4 separate regions of the Mus musculus genome follow, and all the other regions are linked to region 1. A link is a contact called in public ChIA-PET, HiChIP or PLAC-seq and promoter capture Hi-C data. All regions are on one chromosome and are shown on one strand. Each heading gives the region's core, a stretch centred on a gene start, on an enhancer-like site or on the middle of the called end of the contact. The rest is flanking DNA. Distances are from core to core; before and after follow the strand shown. Region 1 holds the start of Bspry (B-box and SPRY domain containing). Region 2 holds the start of Zfp618 (zinc finger protein 618). Region 3 has its middle 5.3 kb from the start of Gm30699. Region 4 has its middle 6.2 kb from the start of Gm24117.

Region 1 (5,804 bases), core at 2,194-4,693:
TTCCTTGACTTGTTAGCCCTACCTAATAAGAGAGTTGCTGCTGCTTAAACCCTCTTTTAGTTCACAGGGTTCATTTGGGTCCTAATCGTGGCACGACTGCTAAAAACACAGATTCCTAGTTCTACCACAGACTTTGTGGTTCATTTCCTATTAGAAAATTCATTTCTCACCACCCCTATTTCCTATCCCCCAGTGATTCTGAACCTGCCTAAAGTCTGGGAATTTCTGGGTGTGGCCAGCCTGGTGTCTTGCATGGGTGGGGGGCTCTGCATTTTTCCGGGGGGGGTGATTTGTAACATCTCCCTCTCTTCCTTGGTCAAGAATAATTGTCACCCAAGGTTTCTCAGTTCAGCCTCGTGTTTATCCTAAAAACAAAAGCCTGTATGTTCCTCTCCAGCCACCACCTTAGTTCATTCAGGTCGACATCATTCAGAGGGTAGCATGCTAACCCTGACCTCAGAAGGTTTCTGTGGTCTTCCCTTATGGTTGGCAGTGGACAGATGAGTCCAACTTTCTAAACATACATCCACTCACCGCTTAGCTGTCTCCATGTGCTTGTCCATCTGCCCAGACACCCCTCCGTCTGATGGCTTACCTCCCAGTGAAGGTGTCCAACTTCCCTCAAAGGCCTTATGGAATATCTTTCTCTGTCCCCCACAGCTTCTTCTTTTGAACAGTAGTAACAACAAAAACAATCTAACTACAATTCCTATTTACCATAGCCTGTCTCCATCTCTACTTCAAAGGAGGGTGAATACTTTGAAGTATCTGCCCTGGAATACACAGGACTGCATTTTTTTAAAAAGAACTTTTATTTACTTATTTTTAAGATGTATTTTGTCCATGTGTTTCCCCATGGGCATGTGCTCATTGAGCACAGGTGATTGCTGAGGTCGCTGGACTCCCGAGAGCTGGAGCTACATGTAGTTGTGTGTTCGGAACAGAACTCAGATCCTCTGCAAGAACAGAATGCCTTCTTAACTACTGAACCATCTCTCCAGCTTGCTAGACCAGTTTTGGTTTTTTTCCCTTTTCCTTTTTTTTTTTTTTTTTCTTTTGATGTCAGGATCACAGTACCCACCCCTCTAAGAACCGCACGTAATTTGCTACGAGTACATTTCAGGTCCTTGTGTGTAATAAAGGCATTTCTTGTGCCTGGTACATGTTAAACCCCCAAACTAAGCACTTCACTGATAAGACTGCATTTAATTGTTGAGGCAGGCCTCTAAGTGAGATATGCTGTTACTTTACTGAATTGAGGAGAAAAGGGAGACCAGAGGAATCAGGCAATCTGACCAAGACCTACAACCAGGAGCTGTATAACCAACAACCCTACATTCCTATGTCACCTGGCATAGAGCATTGTGTGTTTGAGTGGCCTCGTGTCCATACTGGAAGGATGGCTCCACTCAGTACGACTCTGAGTGGCTTCAGGGCTTTTGGCTGCACTCAAATCTGGGGGCTAAGCCAAGACTACAAAGGAAAAGTTTTATCCTCTTTATGTAGTAGTGGCTTTGAGGGTTTCCAGTGTAGAGATATGCAAGCCCCCAAGAGGCCAACTTTGGGCTAGGAGCAGTTTTCCCCACATATCAGGAATACCAGGCTGCATGACCTGCAGAAGGCTCCTTCTGGGTTCAGTTTGATTCATCAAAGAGGCAGAAAGAGCCTCAGAAGTTAGTTGTTCTTGAAATGGGTATTTTGGTATTTTGTGCTTATTTGCATATCCCATTGTCTTCAAAGTTACTTTTTCATCAATGTCAATTTAAAAAAGAAAAAGCCCAAATAATCAAATTCAGGAAATTTGAATGCAAATACACTACTTGGAAAATCAGCCCTTTCAATGCTTCTCAATACGTTGTAACTTAAAAATTACTCATCCAGGTAACCAGAAGTTAAACTGCTTGGGTTTTGGTATCATTGCCATCAATCAGCAACTGAGACTCCACACGTTACTTAATTTCCATAAAATAGTAATCAGGCATGGGGTTACTTAGAGAGTGAAGGCGCTTGCTGCCAAGTCTGGTGACCTAGGTCCAACTTCCAAAACCTACATGGAAGGAGGGATCCTATTCCTGCAAGCTGTCCTCTGGTTTACGAATGCACTGTGGTACATACACTTCCAAAGTATTCAAATATTCTCTCTCTAAATAAATAAATGTGATAAAAATTGTCATAAGTGTTTTTCCTTTTGCTGTTAGCACTGAGCAGCTGCTGTGTGCCTGACACTGTTCATAACTTTTCTTTTTTGCTTTGTTTTGTTTTAAGACTATCTCCCTCTGTAGCTCTGGCTGTCCTGGTGGCCTGGAACTCGCTATGTAAAACCAGGCTGCCTCTAACTCACAGAAATCCATCAGCTTCTGCCTCTTTTTTTTTTTAAAGACTTATTTATTATATGTAAGTTCACTGTAGCTGTCTTCAGACACACCAGACGAGGGTGTCAGATCTCATTACAGATGGTTGTGAGCCACCATGTAGTTGCTAGGATTTGAACTTGGGACCTTCGGAAGAGCAGTCAGTGCTCTTAACCGCTGAGCCATCTCTCCAGCCCAGCTACTGGCTCTTGAGTGCTTGGATTAAAGGCACATGCCACCACTCACAGCTTGGTTTTTTGTGTTTTGTTTGTTTGTTTGTTTGTTTTATTTGTTTGTTTTGTTTTTTTAATGTGTCTTTGAGACAAAGTCTTACGTAACCCAGCTGGCCTCGAACCTTATATGTTTGAGGATGACCTTGAACTCCTGATCTTCCCACTTCTATCTCCCAAGTGTTGGGATTACAGATTTGTGTCACCATAACTGACTCATTTCATGTGCTTTCATTTATATACTCCTCAACCCAAGTATGAGAGTGAGATCGCCTCAACCCCCTTTAACAGTCAAGCACAGCTGAGAAATGAGCCTGTATTTAAGACACATGCCTAAAGCTGCCCCTCAAACACGCTGTTAATGCATTTAGCAAAAAATCTGACACTTCGTAACTGCTTACTAAAGATTCGTATAGGCACTAGAATGTCAGTTGTTTTTTTTTTTGTTTTTTGTTTTTTTTAAATCAAACACATCACGTATCTTGAGGTATTTCTTTTCTTTTTAAGATTTATCCATTTATTTAATGTATGTAAATACACTGTAGCTATCTTCAGACACACCAGAAGAGGGCATCAGATTTCGTTACGGGTGGTTGTGCGCCACCATGTGGTTGCTGGGATTTGAACTCGGGACCTCCGGAAGAGCAGTCGGCGCTCTTAACCGCTGAGCCATCTCTCCAGCTCCCAGCTGTTTGTTTTTAAAACTCTGACACAACACAACTTAATCCTATAAAGAACCACAGCCTACAGATGCAGGCGGAACCAGTGTGGTGTGGGTCAGCGCGCGGGCGCAGCCTGGGAGGGGCGAAGCCAGAGAGGGCGGGGCCTGGAAGGGCCACGCCCTCGGTACCTGCGACAGGTGGAGCGCGCGGCCTCCGGCTCTCGGCCATGTCCGCGGATGTCTCCGGGACGGAGTCCGGGTCCGAGTCCGGGCCGGAGCCGGAGCCGGGACCGGAGCCCGGACCGGAGTCCCGACCGGAGTCCCGGCCGAAGCCGGGACCGGGACCGGAGCCCAGACCCGAGTCCGGGCCGGAGCCGGGGCCGCGATCCGGACTGAGGAGGGGACCGAAGCAGGGGTCCGAGCGGAGCCAGTTGTGCCCCGAGCACTTCGAGCCTCTGAGCTGGTTCTGCCTCTCGGAGCGACGGCCGGTATGCGCCACCTGCGCCGGGTTTGGCGGCCGCTGTCACCGGCACCGCATCCGTCGAGCGGAGGAGCACGCGGAGGAGCTGAGAGTAAGCGGGCGTGGGGCCGGGAACTTTCTTGGGGCGGGGGAACTGGCAGGGACCAGGGACCGGGGTGGGTGGGTGGGGGATAGTGGCTTTTCTGTGGCTTCCCTTGCAGAAGGAGGTGGTTAAAGGTGTGACCTCTGGAGTAAACTGGATCGGAGTTTGAATCCTGCCCCCTCCCTGTGAGTCACTGATCCAAGCTTGGTGTCTCTCACCAGTAGTTTCTAGGCATTCATAACACCACGTGATTGTTATAGCTGACCTCGTAAAAACTTAGTCCCCCCCTAACCTCTTGACTTAGAGTCACCCTCTCCCCCCTTTCAGGTTTCCTGGTGAGGGATCCAGTTCCCTTCCAACCTGGCCAGACTGTAATTGAAGTGATGGATAGGGTGGAAGAATAGCAGGGCACTCTATCTCCTAAGGTCTCCTCATCTCTTGGTTCAGTGTGGCTCTAGGCTGGTCATTTTCCAGTTACACCCTGATCCTTTTCCCTGAGCTGCTGAGATTGGAGGCCAAGTCACCTTGGTGCAGCCGTCGTCTTCCTTTCATTTTAGCTGAGGCCCCTGGGGAACTCCTTGCAATTTGATTAAATGGCTTAATTCTCCCAACCCCACCCTGGCACCGAGCCCTGCTGTGCACTGAGAGCTGTCGCTGGGGACATCACCTACTCAAACCAGATTGTAATAAACACACCTCCCTGGAAACTGGGGCCGGTGGAGTTCAGTTACTCAGGGATGGTGAAAATAGACTTGAGAAAAGTTGATATAAATCAGCTTGCATCATGGGTAAGGCTTTTACAAATTCCTAAGGACTTAGATACTTATCATCGAGTTCCATCCAGGCTGAAGCGTGGGTTCTAACTAAGGTTTTTCAGACGAGGAAAAGGGCCCACAGGAGGATGGTAACTCTTAATAGTCAGGGTTTAAGAGGGGGAGATTCATTGACCGGGCAAGAGGAAACCACTTTTTGATCTCAGTGGTTATGAAGAGGAAGTGACCTCATGGAAAACCTTGAAAGTAGCCTTCATGCCTGTATGAGTGGTGAGAGGGGTGAAGGCCAGGGCAGGAGAGCAAGCTTGGTACTCTGCCCCGGGTGCCTTCCCTGAGCTACCCTAACACCTTACACCCAGCCTTGGTGTAAGGGAAGTGAGTCTTGCCATCTTTCTTTTTACTTTAGAGTTTTGGGTTGTTTTGTTTTGTTTTGTTTTTGATGCTGTGTTTAACCAGAGCCTCATGTATTTTAGATCACTGAGCTGCATGTCCAGCCCTAGAGTTTACAATGCTTCCAGCATCCTCCTCCTATCCCTCCATCCTGTAGAGAGATTGTCTCTGGAGCATAATCATTACTGACCTGGACAAAATAGGACTAGTTCAACTGCTCTTAGCTTCTGGATTCATGCCTTGAAGCTAGTTAGAAGCCAGGCTCAAGGTAGGATCCAGCCTAGGTACCCATTAGTGATGAATGGATAAGGAAAATGTAAACATATGCACGTGTATACATGCACTAGAGTATTAATCCATACTACAGAATAAGAGTGTGTGATTGGACTTGGGAGGCAGAGGCAGGAGGATTTCTGAGTTTGAGGCCAGCCTGGGGTCTACAGAGTGATAATGGGAGGCCTGAAGGTTGACAAAGGAAGCCCAATTTTGGGTTTAGACAGGATTCCTCTGAGGTGGTGACCATCTGGATAAAATAACAGAAGTGGAAGTAGTCAATGGTGAAGTGAGGAGAAGAGAGAGGAGGAAGGGAATTGGGGACAAACCCATCAAGACCCAAGTATCTTTGAAATAGGTGTTCTCTGTGTAGCCTTGGCTATCCCAGAACTCACTCTGTAGACCAGGATGGCCTCGAACTCACAGAGATCTGTCTGGCTCTGCCTCTTAAATGCTGGGATTAAAGGTGTATGCCACCAGCACCTAGTTAAAACTCAAGTGTCTTGATGGCTCTGAATGAGTTACTGGAATGGGGAGTCCAGCATTAGTGATCTAGAAGGAAA
Region 2 (5,369 bases), core at 257-2,756, 490 kb after region 1:
CCAGATCTCTTCCAAGAACATACGCGATAAGCAGGGGAAAAAGAAATGGGTACTTTTAAATCTCAAATCAATCACTGACTTTAGAGGTTTCCAGATGTAACTGGAAGATGCTGCTTAACTTCTTATGTATTTACCAGGCTGGGGTTTGAAAAGTGGGGTTCTTCACTGTTTTTCTTCTACGGAGGGCCAAATTCCCACAGACTGATTCTTCCAGGAGAGTGGTGTCTTTAAAAACTAACTTGAAGGAAGAAGAAGGGTTCTAAGGGGACGGACAGTTCTAGAGCCCTTTCTGTTTAGAGGAGTTTGCTCTTTAAACTTTAAAAAGCTCCTACACATGTTTTCTTAAGGTGGAGTCAGAAAAAGCACCCGTTTAACTAGCCTTAATTTCCATAAAACAATCCTATCCTTATTTTTTTTTTCTCAAGGGAAGGGTAAGGAAACACATTGGTTCCTTTCTCATCTGATACATGGCAATTCTTCAACTTCTTATTCTAAAACTCAACTAGCTGTGGGAGAAGAATCCAGGGGTCTCTCTAGTTTTCATATAGGCCAGGTCTTTCTGATTTATTATTTTTAAGTCTATTTTGGGAGTAGGAGGACAGAAACAAACCCTTAAGTCTTCCTAAGTCATAAAGAGGAAGCTCTCATATAAGAAACATTTTGTATTTTTATAGTTTAGGACTTTTGAAAGAGCAGGCCTCTTTAACCTTTCAGTTCAAGTAAGAGGGATAAGTCAAAATTTTCCTTTTCTAACTGGGGGGGGGGGGGGGGGGAGGGGCTGACCCTTGTTCAACCTTCAACATCTCCTTCCATAGGGTCAGGTTTTGTGTTTTTTTTTTTTTTTTAATACTTTTACTTTTTTTGGCGGGGGAGGGTAAAAAAGTGACTTCACTGACATCAAACAGAAGAGAGGCTCCTCAAATAGTAAATTTATATTCAGACTTGATGGGGGTTAGAGAGGGTCCCCTTGGCCCTCAGTTCTCAAACTTATCTGCGAGGACGGGGAGGGGGGAGCTAGGTATAGCCTAGGCTACCGAATATTCCCAGGAAGCTTTCCAGTTTCGTTCCTCAAAACTTTTATTTAAAAAAAAAATCGATCTGATTTGGGGGGGGGGGAGAGCTTGTGGGGAGGGGAGAGGCGTTCCCATTAACCCCTTCTGTCCCACCAGAGGCCGCTCCCCAAAACTTTTCTGTGCCCCCACCTCCGCCCCACGCGAGCAAATGCCCCGCGCGCGAGGCTGGCGCGGGAAAGTTTGGGGGGCCGCCGGCGGCGCGGGGGACCGGCGGCTTTGTGTGAGGCGTGGGGCGTCGCGGAGGCCCGCGGCGGAGGCCGAGGAGAGGCCGGGGGCCCGCAGCGGCTCGGAGGCCGGCGGGGGCGGTGCGGGGCGCGGTGCAGCGCGGCGGGCGCGGGCCGGCGGGGCGATCTGCGGTCCCCGCGGCGGTCCCCCCCGGCGCCCCCGGCCCCCGCCCCCCGGCCCGCGCGGGGCGGGCGGAGGAGGGAGCGGCAGCAGCGGCGGCGGCGGCGGCGGCGGTGGCAGCGGCATTGTGCGCGCGGCGCAGCCCGGCCCGGGAGGAGCAGGACGCGCCGGGGCCGCCTCCTCCCGCACGGACCGATGAGCCAGCCGGACGGCGCGGCAGCTCCGCAGGTAACGCGGGGCCGGGGCGGGGGCCAGGGCGGGGGCCGCAGCAGCCCCGCGGGATGGCGAGCGCGGGCGCCGGCGGGGGGATCCGGAGTGGGGCCGGGCGGCCGGGGTGCGGGAGCGGCCCCCCGGGACGCTGCGGGGCGCGGGCGACGCGGGGGCGGCGGCCGAGGCTAATGGGGACCCCTCACCCGGCGTCCCCCGCCGCCCCCCGCGGCCCCCAGCTCGGACCGGAGCCCAGAAACAAAGCGGCGAGAGCACGGAGCAGCCATTGCAGTTTGGACAATTCAGATTTTGCGAAAATGCAACCTTCTTCCAGATCTCCCCCTCCCCCGAAATTTGCAATTTCCCCTTGACCCTCTCTGCTCTCATGGTCCTTGGTGACCCCCAGGAGAGCTTTCCTTCCAGGCCCCCAATCTTTGCAACAATCTTTTTTTTTTTTTTTTTTTTTTTTTTAAGGCCATATTTCCTTCTCTCAATTTTTTTTTCTAATTTTTCTTCAAACGGTAGTTTTTTCCCATTAAAACGACGCCACCTAGAGGATACTATTTTGTAAATAAAAAAAAAAAGAAATTAAAATTGAAAAGAAATATTTTTTATTTCTTATTTATTCCAAAGTTTCATCTACAAACTGGTGGATGTGGGAAAGATTCTTTTTTTCTATCTTTTTTGGAGTGAAAATTTTCACTTTGATCATTGAAAGGACATGGAGACAATTTTATTTCTGAAGCCAAATCCAGATAATATGTAAATGAAAATTAAGCTGGAATTTGAATGAATTCAATTCTTGAAGGGGAGAAAGCAAAAATACCTCCTAAAAGCAAAGGCAGTTTAGGTACCTAAGTTATTTTAATTTGAGTAAAAAAAAAATAGTAATTGGAATGAGAAAAGGGGGGAAATAGTTCAGTTTAGGGAAAGCTGGGAGAATTGGCTTTATGAAGCAATTAGAAATTGTGTTTCATTATAATTTGCGGCTTGTTTTGCTCCGTAGGCAAAAATGACTAATTTTGCCATTTGGCAGCGTTCAAAGTTTTTCCATTTCCAAGAAAGAAGGATTTAGGAGAGAAAATAGATCCTAAAATGTTGGCTTTGGACACACCCAAAAATTGTAGGTTTAAATTTTTACATTTACATTTTACTGCATTTAACTCCTGAGATTTTAAAGAAAAACAGAAATTGGAAAAGTTAGAGTGAAATCCTGCCGGTCTTTTTTCTGTTTTTTGTTATGTTGTGTGTGTGTATGTGTGTGTTGTGTGTGTTGTGTGTGTGTTTTGCTTTGATGGAATAATTATGACTGTTTCCTGATTTTGTTTGCTGCAAGGTCTAGGCATTTCTTGTTTTGTTGTTGTTTTATCTAGAAAATGTCAGGGACCTTTTCTTGAGCAATATTCAATGGAGAAAAATGTCAATTCATATATTGTGCAAACTGAGTAGCCCACAGAATTGTAGGAGAGGCCGCCATTAAAATAAGATATGCATAATTAACATTATTATGAAAAACTAACAGTGGATTCACAGAAGCCCATTTTTTTTTACGACACACAAGTGAATCAATTGATGGAGATAAGGATTAAAAAAAATCCTTGTTAAAGAGGAGAATTTGTCTTTCTCAATTTTGTTTTCTAGTCCAATTAGAGTATTATCATCAGTTCCTTTTTTAAAAATTCAGGTTGGCTTCAGGTTTCTTTGTGATGTGGGGTTGGATAATTCATTAATATTTTGCATTTTTCAAATTTTTTTTATTGCTGTCAAAAGAGAAGAAATCCATTAGCCTTGATCATTTGAAGATTGTGTGTGTGTGTGTTTTGAAGGGAGGGGATTTGTAACAACAACAGAAAATTCCACAAATTTTACTGACCCAGTAAGAAAAAAAGGTGGGAGAGAGAATGGCAGAGATGAAAATTCTGATTTGAATCCATCTTCCCTGGTAAGAACACTTTGCTGAAGAAATGAACTGAAACACCAACTCAGCTGTTTCTAGCAGGAAAATTTATTATTTTCTTTGAAAGAAAAACTAATCAGAATACACACAAAAGCCAAACCCAGAGATGCTTGCCTTGGGAATTTGAAAGCATTTTTTATAAACAATATTTTATGTGGAGGTTTTGTCCTTAAGATAAATCAAATGAAGGTGAAACAAAAAAAAAAAAAAGAGAAAAATTTTCAAGGGATAAATATTGACTGGATGGAAATTTGACACAAGAGAATAAGATCTGTTCTGAGATAAAGGGAAATTGGTGATGATTTAGGCTGATCGGATGTGCTGATTTTTTTTTTTTTTTGAGTAAAAAAAAAAAAAAAGTTCAAATTTTTCAAACCAAAAGGAGTGTGTTAGTTGGACTTGGGGGGACCTTGTAGACGTTGGGGTTGGAGCTATGATGGGTTACCTGGGGTGGGGATAGACCACTCTGGACCCGGGATCAACAGCTAGCGGGTGGTCCTGGACCTACCTCACCAATTTGTTTTATGGAAACTGGGTTTCTGAAGGGCTGCTAATTCTGTGGAATGAATTTAACATTGGCACAGGTTAGATAGTCCCCATCATCGCCGTAGCATTTGGGAAATTTAATTTAATTTAATTAAAAAAAAATTTTTTTTTGTTTTTGTAACAATCCTTCAGGGCTGACTGGCCACGTTCTGACATGTTTGGAATGAGCCTTTTTGTTGTTGTTTTGTTGTTTTCCTTTAAGTGCATAATTAAAATTTCTTCTCTTGAATTATTTAGGGCGATGTCTTGACAGTCGAGGAATTTATAATTTCAGAAGTTCTAGAGGCCTCGCGAGATAGTGGGCTCAAGTTGGCCAGGGCTGGAGAAGGATGGACATAGGGATGGATAGACGGATGGGGTAAGGGCGCCTCAGCAAAGGTCCAGGATGGAGATAACAGGTTATCTCCGGTGCAAAGGAATGAGAATCTCTTGGTATAGCCTACAGTCTGCCTTGCCACTCAGATGTCTGCAATCTACTCTGCTGAGAATTTTGTTTTGTTGGCTGTAGTTTTATGGTTTATGGCTAGAAATTGCGAGTAATTTGTTTTGTAGATCTTTTTTTTTTTCCTTCTTTTTTTCCTTTTTATGGAATTGGTTACTCTCATCATGATTGTTCTGAAAGAAAAAGAAAAATAGAAGTGCATGCTGGTCCTGTTGGAGGTGGGGCCAGCTCCCTTTTGTTTCTCTTGGTGTCACGGAGGTGAGGTCTGACCTGGGCCTGGTCTCTCCCTCTCTGTGTCTACTCCTTCAGATGAAGTATGGGAAGCTAGTATCGAATATAGGAACTGTTTTTATTAGTTCACGTCTGTTTATCATTCTCATATAATATTTGCCAATTTATTGGCGAATTGGACTTGAGGGGTGGTAATTTGATGATGGTCTGGGTTATTTTGGTGAAAGGTCATTTTTATTCCCTCTCAGAGTGGAGACTCTTATTAATGTTTTGATTTCTGCCTAAGGAGATTTTTTTTTCTAATAAGGTTTGAAATTTCAAGGACTCGCTTTATAGTTTGACTTGAACCAAGCCAGGAAGAACAGCTTGCTTGTACTTTGAGCCTTTACACAAGCGGTCGAATTGAACAAGGCTTGCTTTTGCAGGACAGCAAAGATGGCTGGTTTTATGGTTCTAGAAGACACACAGCCCATGACTTGTACCAGTTGTGAACAGTTGTGAACTGTTCCTGGGTTTGATAGGATTTCTTCTCCACTTTTGCCTCCGTCTGACTTCAGAATCCTTCCTT
Region 3 (5,456 bases), core at 2,495-4,994, 300 kb after region 1:
CTTTGTGGGGATTGTTCCCCTCTGGGTCTACCCTTTCTCAAGCGGGGGGTGGGGAGGAGGCTGTGCAAAGAACTCCAGCGTCCAGGGGTGAGGTGCTGGTGTGCAGAATAGAGACTGAAGCAGACAGATATAGCAGCATTGGATTGGGCCCTTCAGTTGCTTTTGGTCATAGCAACAGAAACCCCAAATAAGACAGGTGCAGGGAGTGGAATCCAGGACTTCCTCTGTTACCTCCTCAAGGAACATCACATTTCTCTGAAAAAGAGATCCATGCTCAGGGAGGGGTCAGAGGTCACTGGAAGTCACATTGGACCTGACTGTGTCTGAGCTGAGCCAAGAGCCAGGTTCTTACTTCTGTCCCCATGGCTATCACTCGATCCTGTCATCAGGTTATGAATAAACACTGTACTTTAAGACAGCCCATTAATCAATCGAAGAACACAGACTACTTTACCAGCCCCAAATGAACACTTTGGGCCTCTGTGAGGGCCTGTCATCCTTCACTTTCCAGAACTTTCCACTTCCCTTCCCACTTGAGCTTGCTTCCTAAAACCGAAACCTTATAGCTGCTGTCTGGCTCACCACACGCCCACCCCGTCAGCTAGCCGCTTGTCTTCAAAAAATTTCTTTGTATTGTCTCAGTATCGAGTCTTTGATTTTCTGACATTTCCACAACACCCTAAGTGTTCTTAGCATTTTCTCTAAACTGGAAAAATAAAAAAAGCAAAATGCTCTCCTGGGGAGAAAGGGCAAATTGTATGTTCTTTTGTTTACATGTGTGTACAGAAAATCATTATTCTCCTTGGTGATTTTCCATGTGATATCAACAGTGAGATGGAGAAACTGGGACTCTGTAATGGCTCCTGAGGGACTTTTTCCTCTTTGGTGACCCCAGAAAGCTCTAGGCATCCAGCTATTTTTGAAAGAAAGGAGGAAATGCGGACGGCAGCCTCTACCAGCTGCAGGTCACTGAGTGGCCAGCTTATTTTGATGATGGCCTATTTTTACTTTTATTTACTCTGATGTTTTGATGCAATCGTTGGCATTTTGTGTTTGGCCTTTGACCTTTGAAAAGTGCCATTCACCTTGGGAATGCCCGGGGTCATCGGACTACATTTGAGGGATGTGAAGTCACCCATTTCCTTAAACTGTGGCCACTCTGCTCCTGCAGCCAGTGAAGGTCAAGGTCCACCTGGGGAGAGAAGGCTAACCCTATTTTTATATAAATTCTTTTTTTTTCTTAGAAAAAAAAACCCAAACCACCTGGAGTAGGAGCTTGTTTCCTCTGGCCCAAGGTTTCTACCAAGATTTCTGTCCTTTCAGGGAAGACCTTGAGCCAAGACTACTATGGGAGTCAGGTATAACACAGCTTCATGCGATCCTAAGAGTCTGTGATTCATTCATTCCTGCTAAGGGAGATTCCCGCACTGGACTGGGAGTCATGGTCGGGAGGAGGGGCAACTGTGTCCACTTCACCAAACAAAGATCCAGAGCCATGAAGCGCGGAACTTACTGAAGCCTTGGCTGCAGGTACAGGAAGAATCTCTCCTGCAGGTGACCGTGGCTCACCTTGGAGGTGACTGACTGTGGCCCACTCCCTTTCCATCTTTGGCCCCTTTCCCTTCTCCTTTAACACAAAATGTGTTGGATGCATTTCTAAATCTTTTTCAGCACGGGCTTCTCATAAAATGGGACCTTCTCAAAGGCTAAGCAGGCATCTGGACCTTACAGAGTCAGGGTCAAGTTCCATGCATATCTGAAGAGAAATTAACGTGGCTTGAATGAAATAAGCCACCACCCCGGGCCTCACACATATACTGCACCTCCACTCAGTGCTTGCCATTATTTGGTGAAGAAGGCTCTATTATCACTCCAAATGGTGAGGGCATCAAGGCTTATGGGGGATGGCTTAAAGTCATATCTGAGGAGTGACACAGCCGTGATCAGCCTGCAGGGTCCATCCCCATCAAAGTGTGCTTGGAATTAACTGTGTAACCATATCTAGTGTAGGTCAGGAGCTAGAGCAGGGACACTAGGAGCCCAAACGCATGCACTCAGCATTGCAGCAAGGTGGGTTGAGCTCTCTAAAGCACACTGCATGCCCTGGGGCTAACCTTGCCTGGATTTTTGATGGAAAGAGAAGTCAGATATGGAGAGGTGGGATAGGAGTAGTACCTGTGGTTTCAGGATCAATAGCTGGAGCTGACCCAGTTGGTACTCAGTCCGTATCACGGCTGGTCCTGGATCCGCAGCTCAGAGCTGAGCTCCAATTGACCAAGTGTTTGCAGAAATACTGAGTTTCCTTCTAAACCAGCACCCTGTGGACAAGAAGACTGTAACCTTATTCTCTTCTTTCGTTGGCTGTGGGGTAAGGGTCACTGTTGGCTTGTAAATATTTTTTCTTTTAAAATATTTATTTTATACTCAGGGATGTGTAAATGTGTGTGGGTAGATACCTGAGGAGGCCAGAGGTAATGTATCCAATGGAACTGAGGTTCCAGGCGTGTGAGCCCCTGAGGTGGGTCCTGGAAGTTGAACTCAGGACTTTTGGAAGAATAATGCATACTCTTATACTGCATTGTTTGTGCTTTTTTTTTTTGTCATTTTCAAATTTTTGTATGTTGATTTTTTAAAAAGTGAAATAATGGGTCCACATTTAATGGTAGGACCCGATACAAGACTACATCCTCATCTCCGTATTTTGGAAAATAGGAGAGTAGTCGTTTGGCAGAAGAGATCCTTTAAAAAACCCGCTAAGAGAGGCAAGAAGCCCCATTACTACCGCCGATGCCCACAAGAGGGCGTCTCAGGTCATCGAGAAGCAAACGCAAGCCCAGGATCGCTGCAGCTCAGCAGCGAATGACCAATGAGTAGGCTCTGATATACCAGTTGTGACCCCGCCTCCCCTGCGCTTTAAGGACCCCCTTTCTCTTCTACATCGCTGGAGCCATTTCTGCTTTCTCCAACCCTGAGGGCATACCGATCACTTTGTGTGTGTGTGTGTGTGTTGGGGGGTGGGGAGGACTGATGGACACAGAAATGGAAACAGCATACGACAGCTGTACTGCACACCCCCCCCCCCCCCACGAAGGCGTGACATTTCTGCCCTTCCAATGAAAGCTCTTCTTGGAAACTGAGGTCTGGAGCAGCCGTATTAAAGACATCTGTCACTAACCTTGTCAAAATCAACCTGGAGCTTCTCCGGCAGAGTCCAGTAGGTGGAGGCGCAGGGCGGGGCTCATCTTTTTTCTAGGACACTGCAAAGGGAGTGAAAGGTGTCACCTTGGTGGATACCCATCCAGGACACCACACATGCCATCTGTTTTGTGGCTTGTACAGGCACAGCAGAGAAGTGCCGCTAGCCCATTTTAAGATGGAAAGAGCGAGGCGAGGGGAAGTATTGCAGAGCCTATACGCTCAATATCTTTCAGCTCTTATGGGACACAAAGAATCGAGGTGGCAACCCTAGAAGGGTCCAGGCTTTCCCAGGTCCCTACTCTTCTGTAAAGAGGAGATGGGATTCAGCGTGGGAGGGGACCCTTCCTGAGAAGCAGGGTGGGTGAGGTGAATGCTCCCCTTCTGAATTCTCTAGGCTACAGGGAGACCCAGCTTTGCCTCCTGTGAGCCCGCGCAGGAAATCGGTTTTCCCTCCCATTAATGCCTGCTTTACTTACACTTCTTACCACAATTACTCTGCGGTAATTAACAAGGGAAATAACACATCTGGGGCTAACTGCGGCTCCAAACAGATGTACAAGATGCAAAGGCGTTCGGAGGGCCCCATGCTGTGTCACATCTGTCCTGAGTACCTACTGTGAGGGAGCTTTGAGTTCAGGAACAAGGCCCCTGCTGGCCACCAGGGTGGTTTTCTAGGGAGGTCTTGAGGGGTGCAGGGGTGGATCAACACTGTCGGTAAATGGTAAGTTCCTGAGGACAGCAGACAGGAGTGATTGTGGCAGGGACAGTCCTTCCTCTCCCTTCCCAGAGGTGACATGGAGCTGAGGGCAGTGGAGAAACCAGGGGGAAGTATGGCAGGCAGCCTGGGGACAGGCAAGTGTCATAGCTTGAGGCAGAATGAGGGTCTTGCCCTTTGGGAAAATGGACAGACTGGTGTGCAGCTGAGGGATACATATGAGGGTGAGGTGGCTCCTGAGCCCACAGAAAAGCAGTTAAAAGCACAGAGGGAAGCCCTTGAGGGGACCGGCTCTGTCTGCTGCTCTTATTCTTACAGGGCCACGGGTCCAGGGACTTTGCACAAGCTGGAAGTGACAGGCCAACGTGAGCCAGCCACCATTCCCATCTATTCTTTCCCACCTTTGACAGTGTCCCCTCCCCACCTTGCTAAGATGTCCCAAGCCTCCCAGGGACAATGAGTCCTGTCCTTCCCCTTCTCCCTGAGACCCCATTCCTCCTTCAGAGCAGGTGGCTTTGTGGAAGGACTCTGGAACTTTCATTGCAGACTTTCTGACTCCCCTTCTCCCGCCTTCCTATTTGGGATACTTCTAGCTTACCAGAGGCCAAGGGGGGCTAGGGAGGAAACTAGTTATGGACCCAAGTGGGTCCCTAGGAGAATGACTCCCCTCAGGAGCCACCCACACAAGGCAGGGCCTTGTCATTTTATTTTTATCATAGTTCTGTGTTCCCCCTACAACCACACCTTGCTTTTCATGGTCCCCAGGGACTTTCTATAAGGATCTCTTGATCATTCCTGCTCCCCTCCCAATTATGAATGCACCCGTCCCTGCCCTGTCCTTGTTGGGCATCCCTGGAAATATCTGCAGGTGTGTGCATGTGTGTATATGTGGCGATTGCTAAGTGGCTTTTAGAGTGCAGAGATAGGAACTGCCCTTTGTGGAGGCCTCTGGAGGGCAGTGGAGAGGGGACCCTGAGGAAGGAGGGGTAGTTCCACCCTGAAATTCTTCCCTCCCATACCTGGCTTGATTTTGATCATTCCTCTTTAGTGTATTCCTTTTTTTAAGGAAAACGGAGGCTGTACCCAGAGGATGAATGGATGGTTAGTTACTAAATCCATTTCACTAGCAAGGAGTATGTGTTTATGTGTGAGAGGGGATTCGCTTGGGAGGTGAGAGGGGCGGGGCTGGCTTCGAAATCCACTCACCTGGGTTCTAATGCTAGTGCTGATTGCCCTGAACGACTCCGTCAAGAGTTTTGTACCCCATTTTTCTCCTATGTGGAGTAGTGCTTCCTGCGGTCAGTCTGCGAGTTCAATGTGGCCATACATGTGAAGTCATTAGCAGGGTGACTGGTATAAGAAGTGCCCATTAAATGTTGGCTGATGTCACTGTCACCCATACTGCAGGTGGGAACACTGAGGTCCTGGGTGCTTTCCTCTGCAAGGAAGTCCAGCTCTGAGGACTTCCCTGTGAGATCTCCCTTGTAGGATCTTAGCTTCTATGCCCCCTGCCCCGAGTACCATCTCAGGCTGGTCCTCTGAG
Region 4 (5,941 bases), core at 1,529-4,028, 330 kb after region 1:
AACCCGGCTTCAAACTCTCACCAAGTTGTACCAGGGCCTCTAGCAGAGATGACGTCATCTGACCAAGGCTCTGATTTTCTCTGGTTCTGCGTGCCATCTTGGCCATTGCTGGCCTCCCAAGTCACCTGTGGCCTCTTCTGCTTGGCTAGGCCTGAGATCTCAGCGTGTGTTTCTCTGAGATGTCTGTCTGTCAGACACTCCTAAGTTCCTGTGCAGTTCCAGTCTCTCAAACTGAGCTTTCTTCCTGGAGTTCTAGTTGTGAGACTCTCCATACAGTGGGCTCCTCAGCTACACCCTGGAAGAAGCACCAGATAGTGCCCCGAGTGCCGCTTCTGCTGAGATGCCAGAACATAGGGGTGAGGGCCTCCCTTGTACACTCTTTGCGTTGACAGTGACAGTTCCTTCCTCAGTTTGAGTTCTCTGTAAACACAAACAGACATTCTGGATGGTAACCGTGGCTTACGTCTCCAACTGTCTTTTTCTACATCTGCGTCAGGAAACTATGCAGACACCCAAACCCAACACTCAGATGCCAGCTAGGTGTGTGACCATTGTCTGCCATACTTATCAGGAGAGAAGTAGTAGTTTGTCATATACCACTTTTATTTAGCAATAATTCATCTCAAAATACTGCACTTGAAAGGAAACCAAAGAGGGAAGAGATTTTGGGGTTCCATCTTACTTCAAAGCTTTTCTAAGAGAAGGGGTGTCTGAGTTAAGAGTCTTGGTTCTTTTTCTGTTCCCACATTTCAGTCTTCCTGAAAGAGGAGATTGTGAAGATAGAATCTGTGAGTGGACATCTCTGCCACATGGAAGAGATAATGGAAGTCCCTGCACCCACTCTCTGGGGAGATCTTGCCATGGAGAGTTTCAGATTTTGGTTTGGCATATTAGTCTAGGTTCTGGCATTATAACAAAACACCAAAGGCTGGATACTTTATAATGAAAACAGGCCTAATTTGCAGGATGAAGTTCCAAGATCTAGTAACCTCATCTGTTCCGTTCTCTGGTGAGGTCCTAAGTTGACAGCAGTAGCAGGTGTAGATGCTCAGATGCAACAACACAGTGAGACGAAGCAGACAAAACTGAGCAGTTGGTGTCTTTCTATGACACAGGCTCTCTTGGGGACTGTATTGGTTACTTGTGGCAGTGACAGAATTCCCAACAAAAATGACTTAGTGAAGAAAGTGTTTATCTCAGCTCACTTGGAGGGCACAGCCCATCATAGCAGGGAAGCCATAGTGGTAGGAATATGGGGGGACTGGGGAAGCCGAGAGCCAGGAATCCTGGCGCTTAGCTCACTTTTTCCTTTGTATTCAATCTGGGACCCCAACCCAAAGAACGGTGCGGCCATGCTCAGGGAAGGCCTTCCTTCTTCAGTTAACCTAATCTAGAGAATCCTGCAAAGCCTCGATCCTGCCAAGATGACAGTCATGTTAATCCTCATGGAATGAGCCAGGGTCTTGTTGTAACATTAATTCCCCCCCCCCCCCAAGACAATGTTCCCACTGAATATCCCCACTTTCCCTTACATCCCATCACTTCTCAACATGCCCACGATGAGGACCAAGCTTCGGGCTCCTCAAGTGTTGGGGACTCACTCAAACCATAGTAGTTGGGGTTCTGGGAGGATGGGTTGCAGTCCTCCAGAGAAACAGAATAACAGTGTGTGTGTGTGTGTGTGTGTGTGTGTGTGTGTGTCTGTATTGACTCTGCAAAGATACCACATACTCTATCAACTGTTTGTCAAGTGACCTTCATCAGAAACAATACAAAAGATAACAGGGAAGTAGCCACTAGAAGGGCCAGTCCCATTCCATTAGCTTTCCTCACTGGGGTCCTCATATATCTGAGTGCACACATATTTGCAGAACACAGGCATTTGCAGTGCACACACATTTAAAAAAAGATTTTATTTATTTATTTATTTGTTTGTTTGTTTATTTATATATTTATTTAGTATATATGACGAGTTGCTATCTTCAGACACACAGAAGGGGGCATTGGATCCCGTTACAGATGGTTGTGAGCCACCATGTGGTTGCTGGGAATTGAACTCAGGACCTTTGGAAGAGCAGTCAGTGCTCCTAAGTGCTGAGGCATCTCTCCAGCCCCATGCACACACATCATCTGCAGTGCACACACATCTGCAGTGCACACACATCTGCAGTGCACACACATCTGCAGTGCACAGAATTGCCTCTGAAGAATCAAGAAGACATTCCAGAAGGAGGTCCAGGAAATGTGGACTCAGGTTCTTGCAGCTGTCAGTCTCTGATACAACACTTCACAGGGATTGATTCACTGTAATAAACACTAGCTAACAAACATGTAAGGAAACTGAGGCACAGAGGCTCAGCAACTTGTCCGGGTTTAAGATCAGACATAGAACCTAATCTAGCAGACTCTGGAGTCTAGGTGTGGAGGCTCTGCTGTCTGCCTGTGACAGGGATGGCAGGTTCTCAGTGGGGCGAGCTTGGGAGGGGCCAGAAGATGCAGGAATGTCTTCCAGCTGGAGGTGGCACTTAGGAAAAGTGCCAGTAAGGAGGAAGGAGCAGCTCCTTAATTCAGAGGTGGGGCACTGGGGAGAATGTTGCTGGCAGATGAGAGAGGACATAACAGACAGCTCCAGGGGCCTGAGGACACAGCACCATGACACCACAGGGACAGCAAGCCAGCAGCTGCAGACTTCCCCGGCAGGCAGCTACGCATAGCACTGCCTGCTGCTGGCTCCTCAGCTCTGGGAACCGGCAGAATGCTTCTTCCTGCCTGGTTCCTTCCCGGGCTTTGGCTTCTGACACACTGACCCACTTCACAAGCAGCTGCAAGCTCTGCCTACCTCCCTGGAAGACGCTGTCCTCAAAGGCTTACTCCTGAGCAATCAGACAGGAAACCAAAAGGTCGGGGAGCTCTGTGTACTCCCACTGACAGAGTGACTGACTGGCCCTGTCATCTGAGGTTACCTGCAAGGTCCACTCCCCTCTGGAAGGCAGTAGTGAAGTGTCTGTTTGCTCACGTCTCAGTGAGCCAGGAAACAGAATGTGAACCTGGCATTTCACTTTCTCTCTTCTCTCTCTTTTATTCTGTTTGGAACACCAGCCATGGGGTGGATCTGCCCCATAAACAGAAGGAATCTTCTCTCTTAGGTGAACTGTCTCTGGAAATGCCCTCACAGATACACCCTTGGTATACACCCATCCTCACTGATGCCCTAGGCTTTCATTTTTCAATTAAGTTAACAAAGTCAAAATAGACCACGAAATCCATCCGTCCCATCGACTCTTGTGTCCATTTGTTCAGCAGCCTCTTGGATACACACACCAATCACGCTTTGCCATTTTTCTAGCCCAAATCCAGGCAAGGGGACACCAAACATTAGTCACCACGGCAAGATATCTGTGTGGGCCAACAGTCACTCATCAACAAGCACTGTTTGAGGACCTTCTGTGGTGTTCAGGGAAGGCATACTTGATCAACACTGGTGGAGCCATGTTGGGAACTTCTCTTCCGTAGGACATTCCTCCTCCTCCACATGACCAGACTGACCTCATCAAAGTCATCTTCTCCTTTTGGATTCTCTGCCCCCATTAGTGATACCACAAAGAACCCAAGAGTTCAGTCAGAAAGTGTCCCTGGCCTCTCGATTCATTTGTGGCTTACACTGAGTCCATGGTGCTGCCTTCAAAGCCTCTTCCTGCCCTGGTTTCCTGTCTCCCTGTGATAAGAACCCACTGTGTGGGCCTGAACTGTACTTCCTCCCAGCAGAGTCTGTGCTTTGGCCCTAACCACCCTCTTGTCTGTTATTGTTGCTACTTTCAGACTTAAGATCCTTTTCTGGTTTCCTTCTGTCCCCAGGGCAGCAGGACCAACTGGGCAGCAGGACCAAAGCCCGGCAGTATTCCTGATTGTGTGCCTCTCTGAAGCTCTACTCAATCTCTCACCTGTGACAGGACCATGGGAAAATAAGCCTTCCAGAGCTCATGGAGATGACACCTTGGAGGGTGGAACACTAACCCAGTGGGACCAGTGTCGCCATAACACAGCAAGAATGCTTGTTGTGTGGCTTTTCCTAAGGTGACATTGAGGGTATGGGCCCTGAGATAGCAGAAGGGGACATAATATCCTCAGTTTGAGTTTTTTTTTTTTTTTTTTTTTTTTTTAAGATGGCTTTTTACCCCCAACAATAGACAGTTTCAATTTCACTGGGGCTTTTTTTCTTTAGTAGTAAGTTTTTATTTCTCTGAAATGCAGCTCTTTTTCCCTCCCATGCAACAAGTCTCTCTGTCATACCCCAGAGAGCCGGAGAAGTTGGGGAGTCTGCTCTCATGGCAGTCAATCAACAATTACAGAGCCAGAGACTCAGCCCCTGCTATAGAAGGGACACAGAGACACCATTAAACCAGTACACAAAAGGAGGGAGAGGGACCACGTGGTAAGGCACCTAAACCCCTTCGAGTGATTGCTCCCCCAAATCTGAGGCCCTTCTCCACCCGAGAAACCGGTAACACTTGCCAATGAGCACATTCATTTTATATCTCACCATTTCTGTTTTTAAAAATCTAATGGGCAATTGGACACGCAGACTTTGTGTGCCCCGGTACAGGGGAACGCCAGGGCCAAAGGGGGGGAGTGGGTGGGTAGGGGAGTGGGGGTGGGTGGGTAAGGGGGACTTTTGGTATAGCATTGGAAATGTAAATGAGCTAAATACCTAATAAAAAATGGAAAAAAAAAATCTAATGGGCAAAGAAAAAGAACCCACCCACTAGCCACTATCAATGTGAGCAATTCACCCTAGATGAGGCACTGACAACGGGCCAAAGGAACAAGCCTACCTAAGTTCGACTTGGCAAGCCAGCGAGTTCAGTAGGTTCCTTACAGGGCTACTCAAAGGCAGATGCATCACCAGAGTGGAGTATGTGGGCCGCAACTTGCAATAGCTGCTCCCCAGGAGTACCCTGCATGCCAGTTTGGAGAATCCCCTCTCCTCAGTAGTAATTACTGTTTTGGTAACTGTGAGGAAGGGATTTGTGACGTTTATTTCTGGAGTCCCATGTGTCTTCTGTATTCCCTCCAGGAGGGGTTGTTTCAATTCAGAAGCTGCGGTGCAACAACGCTCAGCACCCACCCCTGATGCCCAGCAGGAGGCGCTCTCAGAGTCCGCCTGAGCACAGACTGACTCCAAATAGATTTCCTGCTCTGAGCCCTTGCCTCCTGCTCTCAGGACACCCGAACCAAGATATCTCCCCCCCCCCCCCCCACGGAAGAAGAGGTTCTTTTATTCTTTCTCACTAAGCCATTCACCATTTGATGTCGTGAAGGTCTGCATAGGTGCCTGTCCTAGTTAGCTTTAATTGTTAGCGACACAGCCTAGAATTATATGAGAGAATAAATTCAATTGAGGAATTGCCTAGAGTAGATTGATCTGGGGCGTGACTATGGGGAATTATCTTAATTAATCATTGATGTAGGAGAGCCCAGCCAGCCCACTGTGGGTAGCAGCATTCCCTAGAAAGGTGGTTCTGGGCAGTATAAGAAAGCTGACTAAAGCCGGGCGTGGTAGCGCGCGTCTTTAATCCCAGCAACTCGGGAGGTGGAGGCAGGCGGATTTCTGAGTTCGAGGCCAGCCTGGTCTACAAAATGAGTTCCAGACCAGCCGGAGCTACACAGAGAAACCCTGTCTCAAAAAAAACCCCTAAAACCAAAACAACGAACAAAAAAACAAAAACAAAAACAAAAACAAGAAAGGGAGAAAGAAAAAAAGAAAGAAAGAAAGAAAGAAAGAAAGAAAGATTAAGAAATAAAGAAAGCTGACTAAGTAAGCATGAGTCTGTGAGCAAGGCAGAGAGTACAGCAGCAAGCAGCACTCCTCCATGGCTTCTCTTTCAAGTACCTGCCTCGACTTCCTTCAAGGATAAACTGTGATCTGGAGATGTAAACCCTT

Evidence for each region. Promoter capture Hi-C pulls out the DNA fragments that hold promoters and counts their contacts. ChIA-PET counts read pairs in DNA pulled down with a chosen protein or histone mark. HiChIP or PLAC-seq counts read pairs in DNA pulled down with a chosen protein or histone mark.
Region 2: a contact with region 1 is called in a promoter capture Hi-C map of liver, with 6 times the contacts expected there. The contact joins the promoter of Zfp618 here to the promoter of Bspry in region 1. A contact is called at or near these places in 4 of 39 promoter capture datasets (cranial neural crest, hippocampal neurons and liver).
Region 3: a contact with region 1 is called in an RNA polymerase II ChIA-PET map of effector CD8 T cells, with 67 read pairs. The contact joins the enhancer-like site here to the promoter of Bspry in region 1. A contact is called at or near these places in 7 of 39 promoter capture datasets (cranial neural crest, frontonasal cranial neural crest, liver and 3 more), 2 of 484 Hi-C or Micro-C datasets (bone marrow-derived DN2 thymocytes and bone marrow-derived macrophages), 3 of 115 datasets of contacts at active chromatin or transcription factors (bone marrow-derived macrophages, effector CD8 T cells and embryonic stem cells) and 1 of 9 other capture datasets (liver).
Region 4: a contact with region 1 is called in a BATF HiChIP or PLAC-seq map of CD8 T cells, with 7 read pairs. The contact joins the enhancer-like site here to the promoter of Bspry in region 1. A contact is called at or near these places in 3 of 39 promoter capture datasets (cranial neural crest and liver) and 4 of 115 datasets of contacts at active chromatin or transcription factors (CD8 T cells, bone marrow-derived macrophages, embryonic stem cells and 1 more).

What each region holds. Positions count from the first base shown.
Region 1 is chr4:62,476,624-62,482,427 of GRCm38.p6, forward strand. Bspry (B-box and SPRY domain containing) reads left to right here and starts at 3,444. Exons shown (of 7, transcript NM_138653.1): 1 at 3,444-3,814. The coding sequence starts at 3,470.
Region 2 is chr4:62,964,061-62,969,429 of GRCm38.p6, forward strand. It overlaps Zfp618 (zinc finger protein 618), which reads left to right and starts at 1,507. Exons shown (of 15, transcript NM_028327.1): 1 at 1,507-1,646. The coding sequence starts at 1,614.
Region 3 is chr4:62,777,762-62,783,217 of GRCm38.p6, forward strand. No RefSeq gene overlaps it. Among named protein-coding and RNA genes, the nearest start is that of Gm30699, 5.3 kb to the left of the region's middle. Within about 2 kb of position 3,745, at least 82 of the 459 cell types and tissues checked have an H3K27ac peak or open chromatin away from gene starts, as enhancers often do. A contact at or near this core is called in effector CD8 T cells and second pharyngeal arch cranial neural crest, where this site is marked.
Region 4 is chr4:62,803,228-62,809,168 of GRCm38.p6, forward strand. No RefSeq gene overlaps it. Among named protein-coding and RNA genes, the nearest start is that of Gm24117, 6.2 kb to the right of the region's middle. Within about 2 kb of position 2,779, at least 76 of the 459 cell types and tissues checked have an H3K27ac peak or open chromatin away from gene starts, as enhancers often do. A contact at or near this core is called in CD8 T cells and memory CD8 T cells, where this site is marked.